Linked DNA regions of Rattus norvegicus: region 2 is linked to region 1. A link is a contact called in public Hi-C data. All regions are on one chromosome and are shown on one strand. The core of a region is the stretch at or near the end of the contact, and the rest is flanking DNA. Distances in the headings are between cores, read along the strand shown.

Region 1 (7,510 bases), core at 2,097-4,596:
TCTGCTGTCAATTCTGTTTAACGCTTCACCTCTGTCCACCCACACAGAATATTAACCTTGGGCAGAACCAATCGCAGGATACCAGAACCATCTCTTTTCCCTAGCCAGCACAGAAAGAGGACTGACACTTGTTCTCTCCTTGAGCCCTTATGCTGAGCTGAATACGCTCTTCCTCCAGTGAACTTCCACAGCTACCTAGGGAACAGCACTCTTGGGTCCTGATGGTCCACACCCAGCTGCGCACTGCACCTCCTGGAGGCACCCCTCCCTCTGGAGAACCACGCACATTTTGATTTCAACCTGCTGGTACAGCACCCTTCACAGAAGGGGCCCTGGAACAAAAGCCCAGCCCAGTACACTCCAAAGGGACATTATGTGCTTGAGTTATTCATTACTTGAGTTAGCCGAGGTCACAGAGCAGGAAGCACGTTGGGAAGAGAGGGAAAAGGTGGCATTGAGGGTGGGGAATTAGTCAGGGTGACCTTCCAGGACTCAGAGGGAACTCAGAGTCCTGGTTAAGTATCACAGTAAGATGGTCAGTCATAAAGTCATACCAATAGCCTCAAGGTTAGGCAAGGTCATGTGGAAGGAATTATAGTTAAGCTAGCTACTTAATAACTCTTGCTATGCACTAGGCACCGGGCTTAACACTTTCCCACATCCTTCTTTTAATCCTGGCTACAATGTATCACTCTAATTTTACAGCCCAGGGAACAGCCCTAGAGAACAAGCAACTTGACCAAGGTGGAGACACTGGCTGGCCTGGAAGAGAGGACTGTGAATACCTTTCTCTTCTTTCCCAGGACTGCTCTAGGTGGCAAGATGGTGGAAATGCACGAGATAGCTCCAGATGGTGGAGACTGGCTGGGCAGGTGGAGCTTGAGGTGAGCCACGGGACAGAAATGGCTCCCACATAAGTGGGCTGAGATCATGTTCTCCCGTTGGCAACACTAGCTCTGGGTAGGAACAGGGATGATTCTAAGGAACCTGGGAGAGAGGCTGCAGCGTCCCTGACCTGTGGGGAGCTGGGGAACTCACTTGAGAAGGGGAGAAATCTACCAAAGGAAGACAGAGCAAGGGCAAGAAGGCAAGCTTGTCTCCTACTACAGCAGTATAACTGGCATTTATCACACAAGTTGGCAGCTAAAATGCAGCACTTTTTTTAAATAATAAAGGAGGTTCTGGTTTAAAACCTGCCACTATGAACTGTTTGCAAGACATGCTTCTGAGGGGGGCGGGGGAGGACTGAGGTACAGTGGCTGTGAGGGATGGGGACCACAACAGACTTAAGAGTCCTCTTACTCTCTTTTCTTTTTCTTTCTTCCTCAGATTTATAATCTTCCTGTTCTATTTCCAGACTGGGATTATAGGCAGAAACCATCACCCCTATTGAGGCTTACCTAACACCCTACTCTTATCCCTTATGTTTTTTTTTCTTTTTTCTGATTCTGCCCACAGAGTTTCCTCCCTCTTACACACTCCCAGTGTGTAAGATATATATATCTTTCTCAGTGGTCTGCTGGATGTAAGTTCTGCCTAGAAATAGTGGCATAGAATCTACAGGTATAGTCTCTTCCAATAGCTTACCAACCACAAACTTGGGGTTTTTCCAAAATAAACGCTGCAGGGGCAAAGCAGGAGTGACTTCTTTCTCAACAAGCTGCTCTCAAGGTTGTCCTTGACACAGCAGGTCAGCAGCCCCTGTGGACTCAGTGAGACTAGGTTGTAGCGATTCCCCTGAATTTTGGGGATTTTCAGGTTTTCTTCAGTCTTGCAAGTGAGATTAATGAGGGAAAAAGCTCATTTTGCATCCCTGGGATCCTGTCCTTGGGCCTGCAAGGTTGACCTTGAAAATGGCAGGGTGCCTTGGGAAACCATCTCTTGTGTTGGGAAGGTCTTTGATAAGAAGCTAGCTTTTTCCACAACCGGCCAGGTCGCTTCAGGGACAGGCTTTTCTGCAGCCACTGCAGAAGCATCGCCATGTTTTCTGCTGTGTCATCACCATAAGAGCTGTGTGGGAAGCTGCTCAGGGGCTCAGTGGATGAAAATAAGAGTGTTTTTTCAGGCAACAAGGATGGAAAGAATTGGAAGCAGTTCATGTCCAACACTGAGCTCTGCGACATCTTGATACCTGAGCTGGGTCTTCCCAAGTGCTATTATTCCAAGAATTCTACAGTATAGGGTAGGGGTGCCCCCAGTGAGATATAACAATAAGCCAACGGGAAGACCAGCCACAGACCTGGGCTGGGAGAGTCTTAGGTGGCTGGGTCACGTGCATAAATTGTTCCCCGGGGTCTAGACTGGCAGGAGCCACAACCGGTTACCAGCTACAGCCCAGGGTGGGTTTGGCAATTGTCCGGATTGAGGTGGTTCAAGCCGCCCACAAGAAGCACAGACCAGGAGTCAGGAACCGAGGCTGCCCGCTGGGCTGGCCTGCAGGAGAGGGACGGGCCGGAACTGCAACCGCAGTGGCAGAGAGTGCGAGGGGGCGGCAGGTGCACAAGCAGAGAGGCGGAGCAGAGCTGGGCAGAGTCACTAGCGTCCTGGAGTGACCTTCCCCCACCTAGCCAGGGCCTAGGGAAGGTGGACTTGCAGTAAACCCAAACCAGGAGTACGGGGGTAAGACCAATAGGAGGAAGGGATTGGGGTCTCCGAGGCTCCCAGAGAGCGACGCAGGTGGAGGCCACAGCATCGGCGCCCGCGCGGGGGGCAAGGGTGGGTTGTCCAGGCACAGCTTGGGGCGGAGAGAGGGCCAGCAGAGCTTCGGGAGCACTACTCACTCACCCCAAGTCCCTCTCCGCACCACTGCTGCTGTGCCAGCCCCTCTAGCCTAGCCGGCTCCTTTGTGCCGGCCCCACGCCCGCCCCTTCGGGGCTCAGGCCCCGCCTTCTCGGCACCGGCGATTGGCCTGCGGTGCCGCCGGTAGGCGGAGCTACGGATGGTGGAGGCGCGGTATATAGTAAAGGTAGGGCGTGCGCCCTCAGCCAATTTCTCCTGCTGCTGGCCTGCGCGCCCGCGTGCCGAGCCCGCGCTCCACTCCTTTCGTCCTTCCCGGTGACTTTCCCTCCTTGTCCCTGGTCCATCTCGCCAGAGGTCATAGCAGGCAGAGTGGTGCAGCTACAGCTTGAAGCAGCAGCTGCGGGGTTCGCTGAGCCCCCCGGGAGGCGATCGGAGCGCGGGGAGAGCAGGAGTGCGGCCACGCGCCCACCTCTAGGTGCGGGGCTCGGAGCCGCCCAGCCCGCGCGCGCCCTCCTCCCTCCTCCCTCCTCCCTCCGCCCCCGCCGCACCTCCCCCTCCTCCCGCTCTGCTTAGGCTGCTCCGCGGCGCGCCTCGCACTCGGAGAGCCGCAGCGGCAGCGGCGCGTCTCGCCTTTGGAGACAGAGCCGGGCCGCGGGGACACCGAGCAGTCGCCGCGAGGACGCCAGGGCGCGCGCAGCACTCGCTTTCCCTCGGCCTCGGCCGCCACTGCTGAGCAGACACCATGGCCCGCGGAAAAGCCAAGGAGGAAGGCAGCTGGAAGAAATTCATCTGGAACTCGGAGAAGAAGGAGTTTTTGGGCAGGACCGGTGGTAGTTGGTGTAAGTAAGCGCTCCGCGGCTTTCGCCGTCGGCGCCTTGGCTTTTTCTAGGAGGCGCATCCGTGTACGCGGACACTGCGGACAGTTCGGCGCCCACGGGGCTGTCCAGGGTGTTGGGGATTGGTGGTAGGCGCTGCTAGGAGCGCGCGGCCTGGGCTTGGCATCCAGTGACAAATGCAGGGGGTCCTCAGAATGCGGCTTGGGTTGGGAGCTGAAGCTAGCTAGACTGAAGGTTTTGGGCATGGTAGGGAATCTTCGGTCAGGTTCCTCCCTCTCCATCCCCAAAGACCTTAGAAAAATGAGATTTGGGGCTGTGAGCAGAACTCATGAGCTTACCTGTTCTAATGCAGACGATGCTGCGATAGCATCATTCTCCCAGCCTAGAACTGTATCTAGAATGGAGAGGAACGGGGAGGAGAAATGCACCCACACTGCAATCCTCATACACTGCAATCTTCGCAGCCCAGAAATGGCCCAGTGAGCTCCATTATCACGGCCCGTTTTTAAGCCTTGGCTAGACACGCGACGTTTTCTTTAAAGATCTTTATGATACAGATGAAGAAACAGGTTATATTAGAACATTTCATGCCGCCTGTTGCTTCATTGGCTGGAATCCCCTCATATCCCATTGAAAATTAGATATCGTATTTGTGTTTTTTTTTTTTTAACTTCCTTGCACCGGAAAGGTTGATAGGTTTGTTTTTTTAAAGGTCATTTTGAAGGGCATAGTTGTAGACAAATCCGTGAGTCGTGACTGCGGAAGGGAGGGAGGGAACTCCCCTCTGCTGCATCATTGCCCCCTCCTTCAGTATCACCATCACCACCATCACCTCTGCCTCCTCTTTTGCCTCCTTCCCCCTCCCTCCCCTATAGCAGCATTGCAGTTACTAAGGGAACCCTGAAAACTAGCGATGCGGTGTTCCTGTTTGGGGAGGGTCTATAGAAATAGACTGGAGAATGAGTCAGGGAAACAGCGCTTGGCTGACATTTTGAAAAGGAAGAAGCCGGGATGAATGATTTTTTTTTTTCCTCTAAAGAAAAAAAATGCAGTTAGAGAGCCTCTCAAGTGACAAAAATAAAGGGTTAATAATGCATCAGACGTCAAGGTTAGTCAAGGTGAAGCCTCTTTCATTCCACCGTATTGCTAGGTCGCATAGGCATCCCTGAGCCATGGGAAAATGGAGTCTTAAATTGATGGCTTTTTATTCCGCTTTATATTCCGTTTTATTTGGGGAGACTGTTCTTCATGGGCGTATGCCCATAGCGTCCCTGTGTTTCTGTAGTGTGGGAAGGAGAAACCTGAAGAAATGTGAGGTATGTACAGGATGAACAGCCAGGGCCATTTCCAGCAACTCTGTAACTCAGCTAGGAGGCCTATGAGGTGCACTGCGGAATTGGCCCCTCCTCCCAGCCTAACTGGGGCTGGCTGCTTTCCCTGGTGGTCTGTTGTAGCATCACAGGACCAGGGGGTGGCACTGACTCCTGGTACCTCGTGAAATTTGCCCTCTAGTGTTTTTCCACTTCTTAAAACATCTTTCTTTCCTCATTCCAATCTCACACTCCTTCTTTGAATAATATTTGCTTTAGAGGGTAAGGAAGGCAGTATGGAACAGTTTGTTCTTTAAACCGACATTTAATGGGACAGCCCTTCCTTAACAGAGAGGCAGAGAGAGAATGAGCCTGTGTGGTCTCGATGGTCACATCCCACGGACCTAGGAAGCAGCCGTCATAACTCATCTTCCATTTTGTGGGGGGCTAAGCACGAAACCCAGTTTGTGTTCTGTGCTAGTCCTGTCTGCCCTTTTGACAATGTAAGAAATGGCAGAGCTGTCTGAGGCAGCCAGTGGAGAAATGGAGAGCGGTTCCTATAAGAGAGAGAGAGAGAGAGAGAGAGAGAGAGAGAGAGAGAGAGACCCCCTTTCCAGCTCTGGGCCCAACATAGATAGATGCCCTTGGGACCAGGGCAGGATGCCCTTGGCTCCGTTTTGCTTATAGGTAGATTTTTCACCAAGATGGACGGCAGAGGCTCGAGCCTGTCACCTGCTGGAGAGATCACAATTTACAAATCACTTAGTGCTTTCTATCTTTTAATTAAGTTAATACATATGTTGGCAGATTTTTATTTTTGCCATTGGTTCCCCCAGGCCACTTTTTAAACCTTATTTTTGGCATTTTAAAGGATATATATATATATATATATATATATATATATATATATATATATATCCAAAACTCCTGGTGTTCCTTGTTCTTTAAATACAGAAGGAAAAAGAAAATTTGCTTTATAGGATAAAAAATGCCCCTAAAGCTGACACACCCCAGCCCCCAACATCATGCCATCCAGCCGGTTGGTGGGAATAACCTAGCCTTTGTGTCTGTTTCTCGTGCCACCGGTAGCCTTGGTCTTGGGGAGTCCATTGCCTGAGCTCTCTAAAGCTCATTGCTGCGCTGTCTAACCGAGTGACTTTACTGCAGTGACAGGCTTACCAAATCAGTGTCCAGCAGCAGCAGAACCCCTCACTCAGCTTTGGTATTCTGTGGGCAGAATGGAAAAGGTGTATATGTTCTTGAGCGTAATCATTGCGCTTGTAAAATGACTAATTTTTCCTTCAATTTGTCTTTTAAATAGTAGCCTCGGTTCTGTGCCTTTTAAGGTTAGGATTATCTACCTGGAGTCCAGGATATGAGTAGAAAGGTGGTAGTTGTTAGGAGAGGCAAATGTGGCTAAGCTAAGAGCACCCAGGGTGGCATTGGAAGGGCAACACGACAAGACAGCAGCCGAGAAGCCAGGCTCTTGGGCTTTCTCGCCGACTGGGTTATACCAACTCTGTACCTCTTCGTTCGCTGGAAAAAATTTTCCAGATCCCTTGACGTCACAAGCTTGCCATTTGCCTACTGCTGCCTGGATACCAAATGCAGCATTTAACCCTTGTCATGCCGGGAGGAAGGGACAGAAGTGGGGGGGGCGGGGCTGTGGTTCTAGATGATGCAGCCTCCTCTCTTCTCATCTTTGCCTGTATCTTTATGTCGGGGAGACAAGGGATGAGGTTCAACGTTTTGTGTGGACTTTTATGTGTGTCTGGTTTGTTTCAATAGCTCTGTAACACTGCTGTCTTGAAGTGTGTATTCCTGAGGGGAAAGCTGGTGTTTTTCCATGTATGGCGAGGGCTGCGTTGCTCATTTCCACAACTCTCATGTCCACTTCATTCCTGGCCCCCTCCCAGCATGTACATATATGCCTTTTCAATAATCCCTTCACCCTGTGGCTTTCCCAGGGACCCTTTAGAAGGAACCTGTGCCCCCCTTTGCAGCCATGTTTCTGATAACCTTTCAGGTCTCTTGCTTCCACTTTTCCCATCTAGATGAGGCGTTTGACTGGCTCAGCACAGCCAGGCGATGCCTAGTACAGCCTGTTACTGTTCTGCTAATCGGAGAGATAATCCTTGTATATCAGTAACTGATAGCCTGATTCCAGCCTACTGGCTTCATGTTGGTTCAAGGTGGTTTTGGTTTGTTTGCTTGCTTTTTTATTTTTAAAGTTCATTTGTAGCTATTTCAGCCTGCTTATTGTTAAACCGCGAGAAAAAGAAAATGTAGCTTACACAAGCAGTCCTTACTCTTCTGGTCAGATGATGAGGTAAAGATGGCGGCCTTTGTACCATAGGGTTTCCTTTGTACGTTCGATTGGTTCCAGTTGCCGCCCTGTGTCCTTGAAGGAAAAGACAGTGCTTTGTAGACATCGACTTGTGAAGGAGAGCTCCACCTGTGTTTTTGAGTTGGTTGTTCTTAGTCATCTCAGGGTTTGGGGGACAGGCGAGTGACGCCCCTAAGGGGACACACGGCCAAGTATCAGATGCATTGCGTAAGCGTGTGAACGCAACTGCAGGTTTGCTGCTGATTTTCTGTTCTGAAAAGGAAGTGACTTCCTGTTAG
Region 2 (7,510 bases), core at 1,709-4,208, 74 kb before region 1:
TCCTAGTGATTACAGTATGTCACATATGACTTCAGTATTAGCTACAGAAAGCAATAAGGGGTGGAGGGGCAGAGGCGACTGTTGTCTGGTCATCCCTCTCCCACCCCAGTTTTCCAAACTTCCCAAGGCACCAAGAGTCTCAAAAGGCATTGCCCAAAGTTCGTCATCTTAGTTCTTTCAGGAACCAAGTTGGTATTCTCTGCTTTTCTCCCACCCCTTGGCTGACCGCTGACTCAGGCTGTTCTCCATAGGTCTGTCTGTCATCAAGGCTTTCCTTAGCATGGCATCTCCTACAGGGAGAGCCAATGTTCCCTATGGTGTATGCATCTGGGCCACTGGGTAGGATCACACCAAAAACTTCTCTGCTCACCCCACAACAATGTAGGGAGAAGGAAGTATTGTTAGGAGTAGGAGTCATGTGCCAGACAGCACTTCACTTTCTTCACTCAGGGTCTCTATTTTGGCCCATATCCCTCATCCCCACAGGGACAGCCAGCACGGGCTCTGGCATGGCCGCGCTTCTGTTCATCTTCTCTCTGAGCTTGTAAGCGTGATGCTGAGGCATCCGCACCCCACCCCCACCCCCAATGCCCTCTTCATCTCATTTACCTGGCAGTCTTCTTTCTTTCAAGCTTCAACCCAAACCTGGAACTTGCCTGACCCTACCTCCTTCTCAGTCTGGATTAATCATCCTCCTCCTCCTCCTCCTCTTCCTCCTCCTCCTCCTCCTCCTCTTCCTCCTCTTCCTCCTCTTCCTCCTCTTCCTCTTCCTCCTCTTCCTCCTCTTCCTCCTCCTCCTCCTCCTCCTCTTCCTCCTCCTCCTCCCCCTTCTCTTCCTCCCCTTCCTCCTCCTCCACCTCCACCTCCCATAACCATCATGTTTGTCGTTCTGTGTTGTAATCGCAATTTCCCTCCCCTTTCACCCACCTGCTATGGGGGAGGAGTGCTACTGAAAACAGAAGTCGGTCTGGTATCTGCAGTACTGGCTGTCCCTAGCTCAGAGTCTGACACGTGCTCATCATAAAATGAATGTTTGGACATTTGATTATTCATCCCTCATACTGGAGCCAGCACCTAAAGTACTAAAGCACAAACCTCAGGCATGATCTCTGTCTCCAAGGGGTCTGCATTATAACTCGCTGTGGGGGGGGGAGGGTAGGTAAGGAAAGCAGGCAGTAGCCAAGTAGATAAATAGCTGCTGGTTATTATTAAGCTCATGATGGAAATAAATAGTGCTTTGATCAACATCAACAGAGGGGTGGTTCTTTAAGAAGAGTAACCAAGAAAAGAAATGGATGGATGGATGGATGGATGGATGGATGGATGGATGGATGGATGGATGGGATAGTTACCACAGTGAAGTTGGGTTCAGAGTACAGCCTAACCACTACAGATCTCTATGTTTCTTGGGAGCGTTTCTGTCACTCAGAATTCAACTAGCTGCAGAGATTTAAGTGTGGCTCTATTAGCAGATGGCAGACTAATTTACCCAGAAGTCTCCTTTCTAGTTACCTACCTTGTAGGTCAGTGAGGGAGGTGAGGGGGGTGTCAAGATTCTGGAAACACTGTCAGGATAAAACTGTTACTCCTGAGAGCTCACTGTGCTAGCACCTAGAGGCAGACCCTGGAGCCAGCATTAAAGATGCATGGAGTTCTTCCCTAGACAAGCCTCTGCGAACAGAGGGGTAAACACCTAATGGTAACCCACAGAAGAGGAACAGGATTGAGTACATGAAACTACAGAAACATAGAGGATGGACAGAAAGCAGGTGACAGACAGACAAGGAGAGCTGAGATTTATTTCGAACCACGCTGGTTTGGAAGGTTAAGAGACATGCAGGAGGAGGCCAGGTGTGACTGGCACCCTAGTGTGGAGGTGGAGAGAGAATGAACAAGAAGAGGCTTGGTCCAGACCAAGTGTGTTCAGGCAACACAGCAATGTCAAGGCCTCCCTCACGCTTCTAGAAGACAGCTTGCAAAAGATGTGGAAATTCACATTCAAATTCAGAGTCTGTATCTGTAGGAAATATCAAGTAACTGCTCCCACCTTTAGGGCAGGGATAGCAGGACAGGCCCTGTGCCCAGGGTTACCCTAACCCTAAGGAATACACACTTCTGGGTGAGGGGTTGGTGGGCATGAAATATCTGGGGAAAACTGATACTATGAAGGAAATAAGATGAACCAGACGCCTGACTCCTTCAGGCACAGACAATAATCTCAAGTTTCAGCTCCAGATCTTCAGTGCTGCTCTGGAAATAACCAATCGTCGAGCCTCTTCTACCTCCTGCCTGGGGATTATTTTATGAGCCACCTGTCCCTATAGCAAGTACAGAACACTAACAAACCAAGCCTTTAAGACCAGTCATACATCCTGGGTTCTGACAACCCTGCCTGCATCCAGGAAGTATGGGACCTGTGCTCTCTTGTCCCTGGTTTTCCTCTGAGGGGTTCTGACAGAAAGACCTCCTTGCAAGGGGTCTCAAAAGGCCCAACATAGTGCCTTGTGGAAAAGGATGGGAAGTAGAAGCATACAGAAGATAGGGGATTGCTTTCTAAAAAGTAAGCATGAGAGTGCACAAAGCACTTACATGTGCCGGAACCTGGGTTCACACATAAGCAACAAGCCTTAGTGTAAGCATTGGTTAGATTATATTGCCCAAACAAACTCATCTTTCTTCTCGGTTGATGCTGCATTTTGCCTTAGGCTTTCTCAGTGGGAATCCTGACTTCTGCAACTGGGTATATGAGGAAGGTCTGGGGAAAGCCCACATGGGTCCTGCAGGACTAAGGATTTTCTTCTGTGGGATTTACTGAGTGCTTCCTTTAAGTCTAGAGCCTAAAAATCCGAGGCTGTGGAGCCCTAGAGCAAGCACTTGGGGAAATATGACTAGGGAGGTGCCCAAGCAACAGCTCACACTTGTAACTTAGTTGATCATTAACTCACCCACACAGAGATCCCAGGGAGACAAAGAACAGGTGTATATGGTGTTGTAAGCCCTGCCCTGTCCTGCCCTGCTCAGCCATCCACGCTGGGCTCCTAGATCTACTTCCTCATGAAACTTCTTCTATCATCTGACCCTCCCTGATCCCACCCACTCCCACTACAACCCTGCCCATGTCCCGTGGCATCGTCTGTGGCATCTTCTGTCCTCCTGGAGTAGCTTCCAGTGTCAGAGCTGCGTGCCCTGAGCTGTTGGCCCCATCCTTGGATCAGAGCTTTGCTTTCTCAACACCTAAGCTCAATGCACGTCACACACCCATGTTGCTGCACCATGGAATGGGCGGGGGAGACAGGAAGTCAAGCCAACCATCAACGTTTTTTGTCTATTTGTCTATTTTTGGTTTTGTTTTTTCTTTAAAAAGTAGAAAGCAGAGGACTAAGGAAGAGGAAATAGGCATAAAAGCACCCAAGAAAGGGAAAGGGAAGATAATGGGGAAGTGCCCTGTCGATGCAAAGGTGGGGAGGGTCAAATGGTACAGAACGGAAAGCTTGCAAGAAGCAAGCAAAGGCTGCCTTCCGTGCCCTGGGCTGACGACTGAAGATGATGGAGCCAGGGAGCCAGGAAGCCCAAGAGAAAGCTGGGCTGGAGAAGGCAGCTCTAAGACATGGTTTAAGCCATCAGGACTTGCCCTGGGATAGGGGTCTTGAAAGATCGGTGGGTATAAAAATCATATGGGATGCTTGTTTTAATACAGGGCACCAGGGCAAGGGATGTAATTCAGTGGTCACAGTGCCTGCTTTGTATACACAAAGTCCTCCATCCAACCCCAGCATGTAATAAAGTAGACATGACGGCGCATGCACATAATCTCAGTATTTCGGAGGTTGAGGCAGAAGGATCAAAAGTTTTGGGTCATCCTCTGCCATAGAGCAAGTCGAAAATCAGTTTGAGCTACATTGAACAAGTTGGAAATGTCCTTAGAGGAAGCAGTGTGGCATGTGAAACTGAAACGTTTATTCCCCAAATAGGAAACTGTAGACGTTCTATTTTGAGATTCACCTACTTTCTTTGGCCATAGATGCAAACACTGGGCTCAGTGGCAGTGACTGTGTGTGCCAGGTGCCTATGTGAGCCTGACAGTGGACCAGATGCTTGCTTACAACGATCTTCTTGGCTGTGACATCAGAGGTGACGTTAGGGAAACTCCAAGGACCCTTTGTTGAAAACAAAAATCCATAATTTCTGAGATTTGGTACCAATTTTGGTCTACTTTGACAGATTTTATACTCTGAAGCTAAACCCAGACCAGATGTTCATCCTTGGCCTGGTTTTCAAGGTCACTCAATCCTGTCTTCAATGGCCTGGCCTGCCCAGGTCACTACTGCTCTGTCCCCTCTCATGTCACCTGAACTCTGCCTCTTTGCTTGTGTTCACACTGATCACCCACATCCAGAGTTCTCTTTGCCTTTAACCCCCATTCCATTCCAAGGGTGCCCTGGGCATCCTGGCATTTCCTTGGAGCACAGCTCTCACACACTAGTGCACCCTCTTCACCAGATCCTCACAGAGTAAATACTGCATTACATCATTTTCGAGTTCACGAAGTGGACTGCCTGATGTCTACTTGGTCATCTGTCAGTTTCACAGCTGTTGGTCTTCTTTTCTTCTTATGAATAACGTAAACATTTGAAGATAATCCCTGGGTCCTCCTGTTGCATCCAAAGGACCCTTTCAAAGAGAAGGTCAACTGGACACAACCCCAAAAGAACAATACACTGTGTTTTTACATGTATTCAACCAGGGATGGAATTACAAAAATACCACAGGCTGATTGGTTTAAATATCAGAAATTTATTTCTTCCCGTACTGGAAGTTTGACATCCAAGATCAAAATGTCAACATGCTCAGTTTTCTTGGAGGCCTCTCTGAGCAGCTTGCAGATAGTTACCTTCTCCATCCATATTTCCTTTTCTTATAAGGAAACCAATCAGAACAGATTATCGAGTTCACAGGAATTTTCTCATCTTAACTTAATCACCTCTGTTAAGGCTGCATCTCCAGATACATGTATATTATGAAGAAGTAGGAGTTAAGGATTGAACTTATAAAGTTCTAGTCCCCTAAACCATAGTTTAGAGTACGGGTAGATACATGGCCCAAAGTTGGCTGTGGTGGTTTGAACAGGTGTGGCCCCCATAGACTCAAGTGTTTGACTACTTGGCCATAGGGAGTGGCACTATTAGGAGGTATGGCCTTGTAGGAGGAGGTGTGTCTCTGTGGGGGTGGGCTTTGAGGTCTTCTATGCTCAAGATACGCCTGGTTAGGCACATAGTCTCCTTCTGAGGATTAAGATGTAGAACGCTCACCCCTTCTCCAGCACCATGTCTGCTTGCACACCGCCATGTTTCCTGCCGTGACTATAACAGACCTCTGAAACAGTAAGCCAGCCCCAACTAAACGTTTTCCTTTATAGGAGTCGCCATGCTCAGGTTGTCTCTGCACAGTGATAAAACTCTAAGGCAGCAGGCAATCCATAGGCTAGCTAGTAATCTGTCACATGACTTTACGCAAAAAAACTTTCTCCAGCAAGGTACAATGGTAACTGCCTAGAAAAGTTATTTTCTTTCCAAAGAACTTGAAATGGAGAGCATAAAGAAAAGCAGCCTGTTGTTCACAGGTAAGGGTAGAAATGTTAATGTTGTATGTTGTTCACGTCATTGACACTTACCTCCTAGTAACACCCTGTTGTTCAGTATATACCTATTGAGTATGGTTCACTGGAGACAGATTCTATCAGAGGTCTACATTTCCAAGCACGATTTTACCTTTGAGCACTATCTTAATTAGGGTTTTACTACTGTGAACAGACACCATGACCAAGGCAACTATTATAAAGGAAATGTTTAATTGGGGCTGGCGTAGAGGTTCAGAGGTTCAGTCTAGTATCATCAAGGCAGGAGCAGGGCAGCCACCAGGCAGGCATGGTGCAGGAGTAGCTAAGTACTCTACATCTTCATCTGAAGGAAGCCAGGAACAGACTGGGCATCCTCAGGCAGCTAGGAAGAAGATCTTCAAGTCCACCCCACACAGTAACACACTTCCTCCAACAAGGCCACACATTCTAATAGTGCCACTCCTTGGGCCAAGCATATTCAAACCATGACAGGCACTAATATCAATCTGTCTCTAAATATCTAGTCTTTGCCTCAAAGTTTTCCCATGCTTAACTTCAAAACTGGCTTCTACAGCCAGGTATGGTGGTTTACCCTTGGATCCCCAGGACCTGGAAGGTGAAAATTGATCAAGAGTTCAAAGTCACCCTCAGGTTGGTCCCATCGGAAGTTTGAAGCTAGCCTAGACTACATGAGTCTCTGTTTTTAAAAACCTTTCTGTCGTGGCTGGAGAGAGAGCTCAGTGGTTAAGAATATTTGTTATTCTTGCTGTTCTTGGAGAATACCTGGGTTTGATTCCCAGCACACAGGGTGACTCACAGCAGTCTGTAATCCCAGTTCCAGGGGATCCAATGCCTTCCTCTGGCTTTGATGGGTACCAAGTATACACACAGTACATAAATATATATACAAGCAAACCACCCACACCCATAAAATAAAATGCTTCTACTTGAAGGCAACTGCAGACATAATAACATTTACGTATTCTCAAGGACTTCCAAATTCTATCTGGAACGTCAGATTTAAACTATCCTGTACTGACCTACACTTAGTATAAAACCAAATACAACACCAACACCATCCCCTAAAAAAAACACTTTTCCAAGCCTACATAGTCATTCTGTGAATTATAAATTCAGAAATGGACAGCTTGTCTCTATGCTAAAATATGAACTACTAGGTGAGATGACTTTATTCCTGGGGATTATTTGAAAGTAAGAGAATAGGATCTTGTAAAGGATCACTCACCCAAAGCGGCAGCCCACAGGGATGATTGGCTATAAGGACCTCAGCTATGGCAATCCACGGAACACTCCTATAGCCTCTCCACATTGCCTCTCCACAAAGAGAAAATCCTAAGTGTTAAGAACAAGCATCTAAGGGAACTTAGGTAGGATGTTACCCTAGTTTTCAACAGTTTTGTTTCTCATGTGCTCAGTTTCAAAGAAAGGGATACAGTCTCTGTCCCTCAGTGAGTCAAGGTCACATTGCAAAAACAAAAGGCATGGTTAGGGTTTTAACTGGAAAGTACAATTGTTTAGTCAATCATTTTTCTCTCTCACCTAATAAATACTTGCCTCTAAGACCACCAAATCTCACTCTATCAATCAGGCCATTGCTTAAAGCAAGCACCTCAGATACAGTAATGTGGGTACCATTCCTCCACTATAAAGAGTAAACTAAAGTTACTGAACACACCCCCACCCCCACCCTATACCCCACCCACACCCTACACCCCACCCCCAGTTGTACAAGAGTTCGACCTGACTATGATGGATACTCCTGTTCATAAAGGAAGGACACGTGAGGTGCATAGCAATCACAGGTCTAGACATCTTTCTGAAACCCAGAGGAGCACATACTGCCCGGTGTTGACGAAGGCTCTTGGGTCTGCT

What was found. A called contact is a pair of places that touch in the nucleus more often than the background predicts.
Region 2: a contact with region 1 is called in a Hi-C map of kidney, with 3 times the contacts expected there. The contact joins the enhancer-like site here to the promoter of Atp1b1 in region 1. A contact is called at or near these places in 2 of 12 Hi-C or Micro-C datasets (the A7r5 cell line and kidney).

What each region holds. Positions count from the first base shown.
Region 1 is chr13:79,336,062-79,343,571 of GRCr8, reverse strand. It overlaps Atp1b1 (ATPase Na+/K+ transporting subunit beta 1), which reads left to right and starts at 3,346. Exons shown (of 6, transcript NM_013113.2): 1 at 3,346-3,578. The coding sequence starts at 3,482.
Region 2 is chr13:79,409,764-79,417,273 of GRCr8, reverse strand. No RefSeq gene overlaps it. Among named protein-coding and RNA genes, the nearest start is that of Atp1b1, 73 kb to the right of the region's middle. Within about 2 kb of position 2,958, at least 7 of the 93 cell types and tissues checked have an H3K27ac peak or open chromatin away from gene starts, as enhancers often do. A contact at or near this core is called in kidney, where this site is marked.